Linked DNA regions of Mus musculus: regions 1 and 2 are each linked to region 3. A link is a contact called in public promoter capture Hi-C data. All regions are on one chromosome and are shown on one strand. Each heading gives the region's core, a stretch centred on a gene start, on an enhancer-like site or on the middle of the called end of the contact. The rest is flanking DNA. Distances are from core to core; before and after follow the strand shown.

Region 1 (3,438 bases), core at 873-3,372, 1.3 Mb before region 3:
TGTGCTTCCTACTCCTATGCACCTGATGACTTCTGGACATCTTCGCATGGCTGTTTCATCACTCCCAGGAGCTCAGGAAGTCCCACTCAAAATTTCTTCTCCCAGATGTGTCCCTTCACCCTTTATGCCTAGTTCTGTTAACGGCCACTTCAAAGCCCCACTGCTCTCAGGGTTTAAAGCATCATTCTTGCCACCACATTCAATCTATTGCCAAGTGCTCTTTATTTACCCCCCTCCTTTTCTCTGATGACTATAGAAGACTGGGCTCTCCGAGAGAGAGAGAGAGAGAGAGAGAGAGAGAGAGAGAGAGAGAGAGATTGATTTCAAAATGTGAGCAGGATTTAATGGGAAAGAAAATCTCTGTTGAAGACTGAAGCTGTAGTAGTTCCCATGGTAAAGGATGCGCTTGTCTCTGGGAGGTGAGATTGCCTGATACAGTGTTTCTCCTCCACAGTAGCAAAAGAGCCCTGCAGCTACTTTCTTGCTCTCTAGGGAGAAGATTCTGAATGCCCAGCTCTAATGGTGTCGCTTCCTGCCTCCACTACCTTCCAAGGATTCCATTAGCTTGGCATTCAAAACTCTCCCAGATTTAACTCAAACCTGCCTTTCTCATAATTTCCAGCATCCTTGTCTGCCCACTAAGTGACTTTTGGGTTGATCTTTGAAAATGCTTCTTTGAAACTGTTCTTGCTTTTGCAGGTCCCTATACTCCCTGGGAGGCTTGCCTGAGACTTGCAGCTTTTCCTGTGCGCCCTGCCTCTCCTTGCCGCCTCCGGTCCTTCCAATACTCTCCAGCTGGATAAGCTCATACCTCAGACTCTTCTAAACTAGCTGCTTGGCTTGCTGAATTACCAAGGGGAAATGTGGTTCCAGAGACAAATTGTGAGTACCCATAGAGATTGTAAAAAGTCTATTTTCCCTGGGAGAAGCTCTCATTTCTTTTTTTTCTTTCTTTCTTTCTTTTCTTTTCTTTCTTTTTTTTTTTTTCCGACACAGGGTTTCTCTGTGTAGCCCTGGCTGTCCTGGAACTCACTTTGTAGACCAGGCTGGCCTCGAACTCAGAAATCCGCCTGCCTCTGCCTCCCGAGTGCTGGGATTAAAGGCGTGCGCCACCACGGCGAAGCTCTCATTTCTGCCACTGCCCCCCAACATCATTTCATTCAGTCCTAGGGTTAAAAGTTGGGTTTGAATTGTGCACCCTCATCTCAAAGAAGATGGACCCAAAGTCCATTTTCATACTCAAGAGCTATTTATTTATTTATTTATTTATTTATATTACTTTCCCCATGACTTTAAGCAGTTACCCCAGCCTCTCGTGTCTACAGGACTGTGACCCTAACATCCTTGCCTTTGGAGAACTGCTTTGCCTGTGCCAAGTCTTTCCTCCACTCTTTTCTTTCAACTAATCTTCTCGCCTCTTTCCCCGACCCTAAACAGTAGTTGGCAGTTTAATAATTCATTCTTTGTCAAAACAGAAGAAAGGTTAAAGACATATTCCTGGCAGGCTGAGGTGACCTCCAAGTCCAGCCTCTGGGATTCACAGTGAGTCTGAGTTAGCCTGTGTTACATTAGATACTACAAGAGACCAACCCTACAATCAATCAGCCAATCAATCAATCAACAAATAAGTGGAGGAAGAAGGGGGAACCAATAACAAAACAAGAAGTAATTAAAAGACTGGCATGGTGGTGCACTCTTGTAATCCCAGCATTTGGGAGGTGAAAGCAGGAGAGTCAGGAGTTCAAAATCATGCTCAACGACACAGTGAGTTCGAGGTTCTCTGGCCTATAGGAGACTCTGTCTCAACAGAGGGGGAAAAAAGATAGAAAAAGAGCCCCTCCTTCCCGAAAAAAAGTAAGTACCTATAAAAAGAAAACTTCGCAGGGGTTCCTCTTCAAGTCAGCAAGTGGGGCCCGCGCTGCTCCCTGTTAAATCACCGGGACTTGAAGGTTTCCTTTGCTTCCCGCCTAGCCTTTTCCCCCAGGGAACTTGGCCACCTCCTCCCTTAGGTCCAGGGCCAGGGCTCTCAGGTGGGACGTGATTGACAGGTCAACTTTGGCTCTCCCCGCCCCGTGGCCGCCTTGGTACGGTCCGCCGGGCGTAAGGCGTTCCCCGCACCCCCCCGCGCGTTCTCCCCAGGTTGGTTCGGCCCCCGTCTACTCTGGGGTGGTGCTTAGCCGGCGCCAGACCGACCCTCGGCTCCGGAGCGGCAGTGCCGTCCCTCTCGGCGCCTCCTCGGCTTCTCCGGCTTCCTCGGCTTCCTCGGGGACCGCGGACCCTGGTATATGCCCGACTGCTGAGCCCGCTAAAGCCATGTCGACCCCGGCCCGGCGCCGCCTCATGAGGGACTTCAAGAGGTAACCCGCGTCCGCGAGGGCCAGGCGCTCGAGGGGGCGGCCTGCCTGCCCGCCTGCCTGCCTGCCTGCCGGGGGGCACAGGGCGGAGCCCGAAGCGGAGCGGCTCCGGGTGTGATGGGGAGGGGGATCCCGGCGGCGAATCGCGGGGCTGAGGGCAGCCGCTGTGTGTCTGTTTCTGAAGGTTACAGGAAGATCCTCCGGCCGGAGTGAGCGGGGCTCCGTCGGAGAACAACATAATGGTTTGGAATGCGGTCATTTTTGGGTGAGTCTGCGGGCCGGCTCTCGCCGGCGACCGGGGCAGGGAGGACCGGGGCCGGCCCCTAGACGAGCCGCGCATGGGGGGAAAGGGGAAGAGAGTTGGGGTTGCTTGGGCCTAGGCGCCTCCCCGGAGCCTCTGCCTCGATTAGCTGCCTTCTCTCTGCTAGGGGAACTCTTTGGGGTTCTTGGTGGCGAGGGGCAGCGGAGGCTGCGGCGGCCTGCGCCGCCTTTTCCTAACCCGGGACAGCGGTGCGGGACGGACCAGGCGGCAGGGATGGGAAACCTTGACAGAGCCGCCGCCTCTGAGGCTGCGGGGAGGCGGGGACCCTCTGAGCCGGCACTAACGGGCTCTTGTTTTTGTTTTTATTCTGTGTTGCAGGCCCGAAGGGACCCCGTTTGAGGATGGTAAGAGAGTTTCTTAGCCCACCTTTCAGGAGCCTACTCTTCAGGGGAAAGGGGGTCCCGGGTATCAGCAAGCGCCCCCCACTTAAAGAAGCGGCTTTGCCCCTGCCACCTCTGACCACCAAAGGCTCAAGTGAAATTCAGTGTGTGGCGGATTGTTCTGGCTAGACCTAGGCTTAATCAAAACTTCACTTTTTCCGTTCGTTTGTGTCGTCTCCCCCCCCCCCCGTTTAATCCATCCTGGGTGAAAGTAGTCACTTTTTAAAAGAAGTGCCACAGCGCTGGTATTCAGGGTTGTGGAGGTTTGAGCAGCCTTCTTGCTAACTTTAGCCCCCACAGAGATAATGCAGCAGGAAACCAGTTCACCAGCAACCATCTGGTCCACAAAGCGTTCCATCCCCAGGGCAAGAAGTGTGTTCAG
Region 2 (3,413 bases), core at 18-2,517, 1.1 Mb before region 3:
CCAATACCAAATGGTCGGTCCTGAAATCATAAACATACGGTTAATATATGCTCTGAGCAGGTTATTGTAACAGGGCTCTAGACCTTAGTAGGTCCCCAGACCTTAGCACAACTGACTCCATGATGGAAGTACCATTCAGGCTGCAACATTCAGCATGTAGACAGTATCACCTGCCAAAACAAAAGACAAAAGATCAAAGTACATAGTTCTGGGAATATTCCTAAAGGTACTGACCTTCCCTGTTGGCTTCTGTAGTTTCACTTTTGGACATGTTCTTGTTAACTGAAGTATATCAACACAGGACGTGTGTGTGTGTGTGTGTGTGTGTGTGTGTGTGTGTGTGTGTGCGCGCGCAACTTTTTTTTTCGAGACAGGGTTTCTCTGTGTAGCCCTGGTTGTCCTGGAACTCACTCTGTGGACCAGGCTGGCCTTGAACTCAGAAATCCTCCTGCCTCTGCCTCCCAAGTGCTGGGATTAAAGGCATGGGCCACCACCGCCCCGGCGTGTGTGACTTTCTATTGGCTAAAACCCATATCTAAGTAGTCTTCTCTGGTGAAAACATTACAACAGCTATAGTTACAGGTACATGTAATGACAAATAAAGAAAAAGAGGCAATGAGTTTAAAAGAGCAAGAGGAGGCACGCAGGAATGGTTGGAGGTAGAAAGGGGAAAATGACACAATTACATTTCAATTTCAAAAAAATTAAAAACAAAATTAATATTTGAATGCTCTTTTGCCTAAAAATACTTAATACATACAACTATTAATCGTCTACCTTATATTTTGCTGGGCTAGTGTATGATGGACTAGTTGAAGGGGCTTGATAACTTCGTTTTGTGGGACATTTGTAGAGATGGGTGGCTTGAACCTACGTACTAAGATTTTCCTCTGGGTCGCTAAATTAATCGGAGTATAACAGACTGAAGTTATCAGAATGTATGCTTTCTAAGTGAACTGGACAACAATGATCTTAGATTAAAGCTTAACCCTAATCATGATCTTTTGTTTGCTTGGGATTAAAAAAAAAAGAGTGGGAGTGGGGGTTATAATACATACACAGATTCATACGCGCACACTATACAGGCAAAGATCGTCCCACACTAAATAAAGGGAGAATTGGCGGTGTTGCTTATATGGCTACTCAATGAAATACTTGTCTCATTCATCGCAATGTTCTTTCAGGCATCCAGTGCGGTTTAGGTTTCAGAAACCTCACTAGGAACTGGATGAGAGCGTAGCCTCAGTTTCCTGGCCGGCTTCTATATAGAGGTACACAAATCCCTTCCTGTTGGCGGCAAGGACTCTGGGTCCGGGGGAAGGGGTTTACCGCTGTACACGGAACTGTTTCCAAGTTGGTTTTTTTGTTTGTTTGTTTGTTTGCTTGCTTTTTTTCGGATTTGGTCGGCTGCAAGCTCTAGGACCCTAGGTGTCCGGGACCTTTGGGGGTCGCGAGAGCGCCTCCTTGTCCCGCCCCTTGGTAGCTTCAGCTTCCCCCACCATGGCTCCTGTATCGGGCTCGCGTAGCCCTGAACGGGAGGCCTCCGGGGCGAAGCGTCGCAGTCCATCGCGGAGCCCCAAATCCATCAAATCTTCCCGCTCCCCGCGGTGTCGCCGGTCTCGCTCGCGCTCTTGTTCTCGGTTCGGCGACCGGAATGGCCTCAGTCATTCGCTGAGTGGCTTCAGCCAAAGCTCCCGAAACCAATCTTACCGCTCCCGCTCTCGATCGCGCTCTCGCGAACGGCCCTCGGCACAGCGGAGCGCCCCGTTTGCTTCTGCATCCTCGTCCGCCTATTACGGCGGCTACTCGCGTCCCTACGGGGGCGACAAGCCATGGCCTAGCCTGCTGGACAAGGAAAGGGAGGAGAGTCTCCGGCAGAAGTGAGTGAAATCGCCGCACCCTCTCTTGGGTCATTCTGCCTGCCTTTGAGTCCAGCTTGTTCATTGTTTCTGTTTTATTTCGCTTCCCATCCGCCTCGCACCTTTTTCATCTCTTTCTTCAGTTCACCCCGTGACCTTTTTTATTTATCCTTTCTAACTTACATTTTCATTCATCCCTAGACTCCTTCATAAGAGGCCCTGGTTTCCCACTACCTACTTACCCCTACTGGGAAAGTAAGAGGCTATTGTATGCCTTGGTGTCATTATCCGTGCACCTGTCTTTATTCCTCACTAAACGGAAATAGAGGTTTGTGACTTTTATTGATCACAGAATTAGTAGTGCCTGCCTCTTGGTAGGCATGGCAGCTGTTTCTTGTTGCATGAACAAACAGAAAAAATTGAGACAAGAGGATATTTCAGTGGAAACGTTTTGCAGTGAACTGGGAAGTATTGTAATTAAGTATATGTATTGGTTTTGAGGGAAAAGAATAATTAGATGAGGCTATGTTGGGAAAAGTCTTGGCAAGTGGTCTCAGCCGTGTTGACCATGCAAACCAATGTGGGAATGAGATTGGATTTCCTCTAATGGAATTCTTAGTTTAAAAAGACTCACAAATCTTTAGTAGCAACAACTGTGAGACTCTTGAGGCAAGTCAGAACACTCATTCTCATCGACGTAGCAAATTTACGGCCGCCTTGGTCTACATGAGGCCATGCCTCAAGACATATTTAAATTCAAAAGCTGGGCATGCATGATGTCTCACTCCTGTAATCCTAGCGTTCAGGAAGCCGAGGTAGGACTGTCACAAGTAATTCGAGGCCAGCCTGTACTACAGAGTTAATTCAAGGTAGGCCTGAGGTAGAGTGATATCCTGAGAGAGGCTCATGTTGCTGCATTAGTCATAGTATCTGATATGTATGAAGTTTATTATGCTTGTTAAAAATTAGGTCTTAGGCCCTGTACCATGTGTTTCAAAATGGTAAAATTTCAAGTATTACAGGCATCGAGGGGCAAGTTAACTTTCCAACAGTTGAGAGATGCTTCATGTTTTTTTTTCCTCCCCCAGCAGGGGAAGAAATACAGTATAAGAAAAAAAAAGGGCAAGTTTCCGCATTGCCCTGCCTGAGTGTGAAGGTTTTGTTTGTGGTGAAGCAGGATGGTCTTGGGCAAGTGAGACCTTTCCTAGCTTCGCTTCTTCATCATTAAAAATCCGCAGAAGCTGGAGCTGAGCTCAGGGGAAGAATGCTTGCCTAGCAAACCCGAGGCCCCGAGTTGGAGCAGCGGCCCACAAGGGACAGGGAAATCAGTAACAAGGCTTTTAAGGGTGTAATAACATCCATAAGTGAAACAGTCCTGATCTGTTAGAGACCTCTGGGATGGTACCCATGGAGTGTGTCAGTTGAAAAGCAAATGCTGAGCCAGGATCATGTCTCTAATCCCAACACTTGAGAGAGGGTCAGAACCACTAGGAGTTGAAGACTAGCTAGACCCTGTCCTATGAGATCCAGTTTCAGAGGAGTAAAGGATTTACT
Region 3 (3,831 bases), core at 1,308-3,807:
ACCAATGGAATAGAATTGAAGACCCAGAAATGAACCCACACACCTATGGTCACTTGATCTTCGACAAAGGAGCTAAAATCATCCAGTGGAAGAAAAACAGCATTTTCAACAAATGGTGCTGGCACAACTGGTGGTTATCATGTAGAAAAATGCGAATCGATCCATTCCTATCTCCTTGTACTAAGGTCAAATCTAAGTGGATCAGAGACACTGAAACTTATAGAGGAGAAAGTGGGGGAAAGCCTCGAAGATATGGGCACAGGGGGAAAATTCCTGAATAGAACAGCAATGGCTTGTGCTGTAAGATTGAGAATCGACAAATGGGACCTCATGAAACTGCAAAGCTTCTGCAAGGCAAAAGATACTGTCAATAAGACAAAAAGGCCACCAACAGATTGGGAAAGGATCTTTACCTATCCTAAATCAGATAGGGGACTAATATCCAATATATATAAAGAACTGAAGAGAGTGGACTCCAGAAAATCAAATAACCCCATTAAAAAATGGGGCACAGAGCTAAACAAAGAATTCTCACCTGAGGAATACTGAATGGCTGAGAAGCACCTGAAAAAATGTTCAGCATCCTTAATCATCAGAGAAATGCAAATCAAAACAACCCTGAGATTCCATCTCTCACCAGTCAGAATGGCTAAGATCAAAAATTCAGGTGACAGCAGATGCTGGCGAGGATGTGGAGAAAGAGGAACACTCCTCCATTGTTGGTGGGATTGCAATCTTGTACAACCACTCTGGAAATCAGTCTGGTGGTTCCTCAGAAAATTGGACATAGTACTACCGGAGGATCCCACAATACCTCTTCTGGGCATATATCCAGAAGATGTTCCAACTGGTAAGAAAGACACATGCTCCACTATGTTCATAGCAGCCTTATTTATAATAGCCAGAAGCTGGAAAGAACCCAGATGCCCCTCGACAGAGGAATGGATACAGAAAATGTGGTACATTTACACAATGGAATACTACTCAGCTATTAAAAAGAATGAATTTATGAAATTCCTAGCCAAATGGATGGACCTGGAGGGCATCATCCTGAGTGAGGTAACACAATCACAAAAGAACTCAAATGATATGTACTCACTGATAAGTAGATATTAGCCCAGAAACTTAGTATACCCAAGATATAAGATACAATTTGCAAAACACATGAAACTGAAGAAGAATGAAGACCAAAGTGTGGACACTTTGCCCCTTAGAATTGGGAACAATCACCCATGGAAGGAGTTATATAGACGAAGTTTGGAGCTGAGACAAAAGGATGGACCATCTAGAGACTGCCATATCCAGGGATCCATCCCATAATCAGCCTCCAAACGATGACACCATTGCATACACTAGCAAGAGTTTGCTGAAAGGACCCTCATATAGCTGTCCCTTGTGAGACTATGCCGGGGCCTAGCAAACACGGAAGTGGATGCTCACAGTCAGCTATTGGATGGATCACAGGGCCCCCAATGGAGGAGCTAGAGAAAGTATCCAAGGAGCTAAAGAGATCTGCAACCCTGTAGGTGCAACAACATTATGAACTAACCAGTACCCTGGAGCTCTTGACTCTAGCTGCATATGTATCAAAAGATGGCCTAGTCGCCGTCACTAGAAAGAGAGGCCCATTGGACATGCAAACTTTATATGCCCCAGTACAGGGGAACGCCAGGGCCAAAAAGTGGGACTGGGTGGGTAGGGGAGTGGGGGGGTGTGTGTGGGACTTTTGGGCTAGCATTGGAAATGTAATTGAGGAAAATACATAATAAAAAATATTTTAAAAAATAATGATAAACAATACAAATATTATTGCCTTTCAAGGTAGGGCTCATTTGACACTATTTGGTTTGTTATTCCTTCTCTGTAGTTCTATACTTTTAAAATACTTTTATTCGTGTGTATGTACCTGCCGAGCCCTCTGAAATGAGAGAAACTTGTCTTATCTGCTTTTCTATCCCACAGGGCCTGGAGTATATTTGCTGCAGATCAAATGTGATCTCTATGTTAATAGATATGCAGTTAACAAGATATTGCATGCACCATTTAACATTCGATTAACAAGAGTTATCAGAACACAGGTTTCTTCTTAAAAGTAGACAGTGTAATGTGGTTTTCTTGTTATCCTACAATTTGAATTAGTATGAGTTAAATTTTAGTATGCAGATTGTATTCAAGGTGGCTTGTTATCCAAGCAACAGGCTAACAGGGCAGACTTCAAACATGCAAAAGAACTGGAATTTATACAACCTCTGAACATTTTTAAGCCCTCGGGACTTAAGGGAGTTTGAACAAACAAGACTAGCCTCCCTGCCACTCCTAACAGTGTCATCGGATCTTTGTCTGTCTCACGGAGCCGAGCTCTTAAGAGAATCACAGAACACTTAGAAAAATGCTTCGCAGTCACGGAAAGAGCCGAAGGCGGGCTTCGCGCTCTTCCGGACAACCCCGGGCTGCTCTCGGAAGAGGAAGGCGAGGAAGCCACGCCTCCCACGCTGCGCCCTCTGTCGGCGGAGCCCGGCGCCCGAGCCGCGTCCGTGGAAGCCGCTTTGACGTCGGCGGAAACTGGAGCGACATTTAAAGCGGCAGCAGCGGCGCTGCGGAGTCCGGCTGCTTGGGGTAGGACTCTGACCCTGCCTCGGCCCCGAGGAGGAGAAAGCGGCCGCCGCGGAGCAGGTGAGGAGTGGGCTGGGCACCGGGCCCGGGAGACGGAGCCCGCCTACGCCTTCCATGCCCTGGCCGCGCCTACGCTTGCGGCCGCCTCGCTTGAACCAGGAAGCAGCGGAGCCCGAGGCCTTGGCTCCTCTGCTCTTTCTTTGTGTGGGTCCCGGAGCTCTACCAAGAGAACCGGTAAGGCGCGGCGTGGTCCCCTTCTCTGTCCAGTGCCAGAGGCACCCGGTACCCTTGCATAAGCCTTAGGGCGTGGGGGACGCCGCCAAGTACCCACTTGGCTTTCTCCCTCTCCATTCGTCCGCTTTGGGGGGCGGGGAAGGGGGCTCTTTTCCCACCTCCCTACTAGTTTGATTGAGCTTTACTATGGGGCCCATCCTCCTCTTTAGATCCTTCTTTGGACACAACAATGCTTCCGGCTTCGCATGGCCCGCTACCCCCAACAGAGTACCCTTAGGAGCTAGGCCTACTTTCTTCAACACCCCTCAACCCCCCTGCCTTCGTTCTGCTGTTTGCATCGCCATCCCTGTTTGTGTTTTCACGTGAATTGACGTTTAAAAGCTCAGTTGCACCAAAGTTCAAAGGAAGAAGAGGGAGATGGTGGAAGAGGGAGAGATGGACAACAGCTGCAGGGAGCCCTGTAGTGTTGGTTTGTTTCCCCCCCTCTGGCCCGTGGCATTTTTCTCTTCCCTACTGTCACCAGCCTTCTAAACCAGCCAACAACCAAAGATGTGTTACACAATGCTATGAGATGCCTTTTCCGTAGGCAGGTCGCAAATCTCTGGGGAGGAAAGGTTTGAGACCCACTTGGGGTGATCCTGGGCTAACCCTGACCAGCTGGATACCTAATCAAAATGAAACCAGGTCCCAGTATCACCTAGACACCTACATTTGAATCATTCCCATGTTGGAAAAAAAAAACCCTTATTTTCCAATTATAAAAATCATGTGGCCATATACAGAAATCTCTCCACTTGAAAGTGGTTTCTGTTGAAACCTTCATGTTTTGGATTGTTGGCAGATTGTCTAAAGGTCACACTTTGTGATGAATGCCTTTGTGATTGCCTGTAATTCCTTGGTGCTGTTAAAATGGAGTAGCTAACATGGTTTTAATTTTTGGCTTTTAGACTTTTAAAGTTATGATGTTTTAAATACAGAGATACT

The links. Promoter capture Hi-C pulls out the DNA fragments that hold promoters and counts their contacts.
Region 1: a promoter capture Hi-C map of erythroid cells shows a contact between it and region 3, with 16 times the contacts expected there. The contact joins the promoter of Ube2a here to the promoter of Zbtb33 in region 3. A contact is called at or near these places in 2 of 39 promoter capture datasets (erythroid cells and liver).
Region 2: a contact with region 3 is called in a promoter capture Hi-C map of hippocampal neurons, with 7 times the contacts expected there. The contact joins the promoter of Nkap here to the promoter of Zbtb33 in region 3. A contact is called at or near these places in 2 of 39 promoter capture datasets (cranial neural crest and hippocampal neurons).

Annotation. Positions count from the first base shown.
Region 1 is chrX:36,872,173-36,875,610 of GRCm38.p6, forward strand. Ube2a (ubiquitin-conjugating enzyme E2A) reads left to right here and starts at 2,123. Exons shown (of 6, transcript NM_019668.4): 1 at 2,123-2,357; 2 at 2,539-2,619; 3 at 2,995-3,020. The coding sequence starts at 2,314.
Region 2 is chrX:37,125,496-37,128,908 of GRCm38.p6, forward strand. Nkap (NFKB activating protein) reads left to right here and starts at 1,268. Exons shown (of 9, transcript NM_025937.4): 1 at 1,268-1,880. The coding sequence starts at 1,501.
Region 3 is chrX:38,187,236-38,191,066 of GRCm38.p6, forward strand. Zbtb33 (zinc finger and BTB domain containing 33) reads left to right here and starts at 2,558. Exons shown (of 2, transcript NM_020256.2): 1 at 2,558-2,847.